Linked DNA regions of Mus musculus: region 2 is linked to region 1. Evidence: chromatin contacts called from public promoter capture Hi-C data. All regions are on one chromosome and are shown on one strand. Each heading gives the region's core, a stretch centred on a gene start, on an enhancer-like site or on the middle of the called end of the contact. The rest is flanking DNA. Distances are from core to core; before and after follow the strand shown.

Evidence for each region. Promoter capture Hi-C pulls out the DNA fragments that hold promoters and counts their contacts.
Region 2: a promoter capture Hi-C map of hippocampal neurons shows a contact between it and region 1, with 2.1 times the contacts expected there. The contact joins the promoter of Pdyn here to the promoter of Fahd2a in region 1. A contact is called at or near these places in 2 of 39 promoter capture datasets (hippocampal neurons and liver).

The regions. Positions count from the first base shown.
Region 1 is chr2:127,443,164-127,445,863 of GRCm38.p6, forward strand. Fahd2a (fumarylacetoacetate hydrolase domain containing 2A) reads right to left here and starts at 1,402. Exons shown (of 8, transcript NM_029629.2): 1 at 1,254-1,402.
Region 2 is chr2:129,698,509-129,701,208 of GRCm38.p6, forward strand. It overlaps Pdyn (prodynorphin), which reads right to left and starts at 1,430. Exons shown (of 4, transcript NM_018863.4): 1 at 1,200-1,430.

The DNA.
Region 1 (2,700 bases), core at 152-2,651:
ATGGTACAGGTGCCGGCCTGGAAGGCACATGCTAGCTTGAGCTATTCCCCAGATAATCTGCACTCTATATCCTCACTCATTCCCTTTCTTTGTCTTAATCTAGGTCTGGTCTTCATTCCCTGTCAGAGTCCTCTCCCTTCTGGATAGCTTTCTTTTAAAACCAGTGTGGGGCTAGGAAGACAGCATGGCTGGTAAAATGTTTCCACTGAAAGCCTGAAGATCAGTTAAATCCCCAGAACCCACATAAAAAAGTTTGTACACAGTGGTCTATGCTTGTAATCCCAGTGCCGGATAGGTGGAGACAGGTAGATTCCTGGGGCTTGCTAGCCAGCCAGTCTAGCCTAATTGTTGAGTTTCAGGCCAATGAAAAACTCTGTCTCAAAGACTAAAGTACGCGTACGCGCACACGCACACGCACACACACACACACACACACACACACACGTCTTTATACTAAAAATGAGAGAGACTGCTAGACGTAGCTCCGTCAGTTCAGGGCTCTTGGTCCTCACCTGGTTGAGCCAACCTACCCTGTTCAGGATCACCAGAGTGCCAGCTTGCAAGTCTGGCCAGAAAACCAAAGGCTTTCCATCTCCTGCTCTGTCGTTTTACACAAGTACCGCCATGCCACAGTCCAAAGGCTGGTCCAGCATATGTGACCAGTCACACCATACACTAAAACAGTACTGTCCCAGGGAAAGCCAAGTGTCTCACTTGTGAGGTCTACTATAATTCTCTTGACGGTGGCTTGGCAGGTGCTGCTGGTCCAGTTTTACAGATGAACAAGCCAAGGCTTGGATAGGGTAAGAGGGGTTTGGTTTGCCTAAGGTTCAAGGGTCTTACAGCTAAAAGAAAATTGGCATTTGAATCCATGTCTAGATGACATTGAAGTTCTTAATTCAAAAGCAAGATACTTCTCAAGCAAGATAATCTAGTTTCAATCCTGCCTACTCCTCTCAGGTCCTAACTGCTACCAGCCCATGGTCATGGCCGTGGAGGTAAGGCAGAACACCTGCTCTCTGATAACTCTAAGCCCCGCTGATGATGAATCTGTGACGGGCGCTCACAGGTTATTTCATTCTCTCGAATCACTATGACTCGCAGCACAAAGGTCCCTTAGCAAACAGCACAGCAATGGGCAGCTTGAGGCGCTGCGCCGTGCGTGTGACCCTGCTGATCTGGGAACCGAGGTCAGCCACTCGGCTCCCAACGTCCGGTTCAACTCCCTCTGAGTTGGCCTAGCCTCAGTTTACCTGGTCGTTGCAGCCGGACTTGTCCGGCTTCCTGCGCTGTCAGCGGACGCCTGCGGAGCCGCAGGACAAGAGGGGAGGGCGGAGAAGCCACAGCCAGTACCGCTGCAAGCACTTAACTCTTCTCCAAGGAATATAGGGACCGCCCCTTCGCAGTCGCGATATGGTGACGTCACGAAGCTGTCGCCACCAGGAGGACACCTGCTTCCTCCCGGAAGTCCGCCCTCCTGCTGTTAGGTACTTCTTTTAGCCACAGAACTTCCAGCAGGTGCCTAGTGTGTGCATTTGGGGAGACCGTGGCTGGCTCCAGGGTGACCCTGGGATACCCAGGCTCGGAGAGAGCGCATCCGACCTTTGAGCTTCTAATTCTGGCCAGGCGCTGCTTCTGGGCCAGGCACCTACTCATAGTTGTCCAGGAAGCACTCTGGTAGACAGTAACAAGTAGTTTTGTGCTCTAATGTTGACCCACCAAGGACAGGGATGTCTATATGTGTTGTATTCGTGGAGAAAACATAAAGGCTAGGAGTGATTTTGCCCATGATGGCTCCTGAGCCAGTAAGGGCTCGTCCAACCACTTATTTAGTTGTCTTGGCAGGTATGAAGCGATTCTGAAGGCAAAAGACACTTGTGTCCTTCCTTCAGCTACTGGGCTTTCCCCCATGAATCTTGTGTGCTGGGGGAAAGAAAAGACTGAAGCTTGTGTGTGCCAGCTAGAGGAGGAGTTTTGTCACCCAGTAAGCTATATCACAGATTTGGCAACTGGTCAGACTATCTTGTGGGATAGACTGGAACTGAGATAATGGTGGATCAATAACCGGCAAGACCACACCTTGACCAAGACTGCTTAGTTATGTACACCACTTGCTTTCTATTTGAGAATCTGAACCTCATGTCGGGACTCCAAAGATGGACTTTGGGGAGTCACTGAACCTTTTCCCCTTTCCTTTCTTGTCTTTTCTCTTTTCTTTCCAGTGTGACCACATTGGCAAAGTCGTAGCCAGCTTTTCACCATTTTTTCTTTAATGCACACAGTGAAGACAGATGGTGGCCTGTCTACTTTTTAGGCTTGTCAGGGCTCACCAACTTCACCTACTTGTAGCAGCACCCTGTTCTTCACGAACCTTATTTTAGGGGGAAAAGGGTGTGTGTGGGGTGATGGGCAAGTCCAGGCAGCAGGCATTCGGGTGGAAACATCCTCTACAACCACACCCCGAGTCCTCTGGCCTATGAAAATGTAAAGGGGACTCTGAGAAGGAGCCTCCTAAGTGAATCAAGGTCCAGACAGAGCATCCGAGGCTTCCATTGCCCCAGGAAGAAGCACAGGCTTTTATTAGATTCCTCTTATTTTTTCCCAGTGAGGCTTTTTTTTTTTTTTTTTTTTTTTTTTTTTTTTTTTTGGTTTTGGTTTTTTGAGACAGGGTTTCTCTGTGTAGCCCTGGCTGTCCTGGAA
Region 2 (2,700 bases), core at 180-2,679, 2.3 Mb after region 1:
ACAAAAGATAAAGTGGGGTGGTATGGGAGCACTGGTGAGGTGAGCAGAGGAGGAGGGTGAGCAGAGCGTAGGCATGAAACCCCCATGACTAGGAACAGAAAAGGACTGACATTCTGAGAGGTTTTGCAACAGATCTTGACAGCAACGCCTGTCAGGTTAGAAAGATATCAGTGTGTATTTCACCAACCCTTGGCAGAAGGGTGATAATGAAGGTTTGCTCTCTGTGGGAGGGTACTCGAAACCAGATCCAATAACCTAAAGAGCTCGGAGGCTTTATTAAGGGATACTTGTAAATCTTGAGAGGTTCTCAGAAAACACACACACACACAGGGAAAAGTGACAAGACACAGAATTTACTGTTCAATCATGGAGGTGACTACAGTCGCCGTCTCTGAAGCTCGCCAGCTTTTTGCTGATGTCAAACTTTGGGGTTCTACAGCACTTTCTTTAAACATGAGCATTGCTATCAGAGAGCGGGTGACTTTCCTCAAAAGAGCCTCCACCAGCCTAACTTAGCTGCCTCCAGCGGTAGCGTGACTGTGATTTACAGGAAAGCAACAAGTCCTTTCACAGTGAAATTGACATGGGAAGTCCCCCTCAGACTGGGTATCCAGCCGAGCTCTTGCTTTCCTTTCTAGTTCCCTTTCAACCAAACAACCCCAGACTTCATTCTGAGTGAAATCAAAGGAAGCCACTCAAATCAGCACCTTGTCAGAGATTAAACGTGATTCAAAAAGAGTGAAAAAGGACGGCACTTATTTATGCATTGATGGTGCAGATCGGTACTTGGCAAATGCCGAGTCCTGAACCTCATTAACGTTCCCAACCTGTGTAAGCTAAGTCCAGTGAGAACGTTGACCTTTAAGATCATGCTAATTAGTGAAACCTCTCAGTTTTCCACTCAGGCTACCACCTTCTCCTCAGATCCTGAAAACTAGTGTGGGGACTGCTGTGTGGCAGAGGCGAAGCCCCGCTAGCACCTGTGGGCGCCAGGACTGTTCAGGGCATGGTTTCCAGAGGACAGGCAGCTCTTTGGACTCTCTGAGCTTCTGTAAGCTCACCTTGAAACTATGATTTCCCTGTGCTGAGTAACCAGACCCAAACCTAACTTCCCCCGTCCAAGCTCCCACCGGCGCCCCTGCATAGCACCAGGAGCACATGCATAAAGCCAGAGAGCCTGAGCGCCCTGCGGATCTTACCTGCTTACTGCTTTGTCCCTGGCAGGCTTCTGGCTGATCAGGTGGTAGGGTGGCCGATCCAAGATTCAGAAGGTACCCTGACTCTAGCTCAGAGAAGTGCCACAGAGGAAGCGACGAGGGCTACCAAATCCCCCTATGGCAGTTCTGGAGCCTTATTCCCCTTTTATAGATGAGAGTCTCCCCCTGTCGCTCAGCCCTCTCAGCGCTCGCTCACAGAGCACAGGCTGCCAGGAGCCAATGGGGGAGTGGCAGAGCAGTCAACGCTCAGACCCCCGGGTCCTTCCACTCAACTCCCTGGGCCCGAGTGAGACACAATAGCTGCTCCTGGTGATGTGGGTGTGGAGGAGGATGCTTTCGCGAAGCCCGGGGGTGGATTCTGGTGTAGCGCTGTTTGTCACTTTCAATGCGGCCACTTTTCAGCATCTCCAGGAGAGTGTCACAGGAAAACAGAGACAAAGGTGGGGGAAAGGCAGAGATAGGAGGAGACAGAGAGAGGCGCAGAGAGTCCAATAGAAAGGCAAAAAAAAGTTGAGAATCAGAGAATGGAAACAGAGAGAGGCATGTCTGAAGCACAAGGAAGCCTAGGCAAAGTAAGAGGAAAAGAGAAAGAGCCACAGCCACAGAGGCTATCAAAGATCAGGAGAAAAAGAGGAACAGGGGGTCGGAGGAGGAGGAATGCAAGAAACAAAGGCTGTCTCAAAATATAGGGAACCAAAGGATATGCTGAAGTGTTCAAAGCAGAGGTCTTGGTTATAGAAGAGGAACATTCAGCTCCATGTTGGCAGGGACACACACACACACACACACACACACACACACACACACACACACTAGCATGCATATGAGTGTACATTTGCCTGAGAGTGCCAGGTGACTTGGGCACCTGTCTGAGTTGATGCCAGACACTGCCTTTCCTCAACCAGAGGCTGCCGTTCAATATTCAGTTTTCTCTGGCAGCCCCTGGTTCTCACAAACAAGGATGGCTGCAAACACCTCCCAGAATACCCATGTCTCTGAGTTTGGAAGGAAACATGCTTGTCTCTGTAGTCAGCTGCAGAGATGTTCACCTTGTGGGGGGGGGGGGATAGCAGAGGCTGGCTGGGCAGTCCGTGTCATGAACACCTGGGTTGCACCAGGCAGTGAGCAAAGACATCAACTTTAATCCTCACATTCTGGCCAGGCGCAGAGGCAGAGGCTGGAGAGCTTAGAAACTGGACACAGAACACAGCAAGTCATCACCCAGACCTAGATGGATCTGGTCCTTCCCATCATCTACTGGACAAACGCCCACTCTGAGGACTTGGTTCTACAGTGTCTGTGACTTGATCTGTTTACCTGAACAAGGTCGATGACAGCTACAGCTAGTAGTAACATTGGATGTGTCAGCTTGGTCTCTGCCTCTGCCACCCATCTGTGCAGAGCCCTAAGTCAAGTGAGTGGGTTCAGCCTCAATCTGCTTATCTGTAGAATGGGGGAAAGAACCCCACTGGGATCTTGGCAT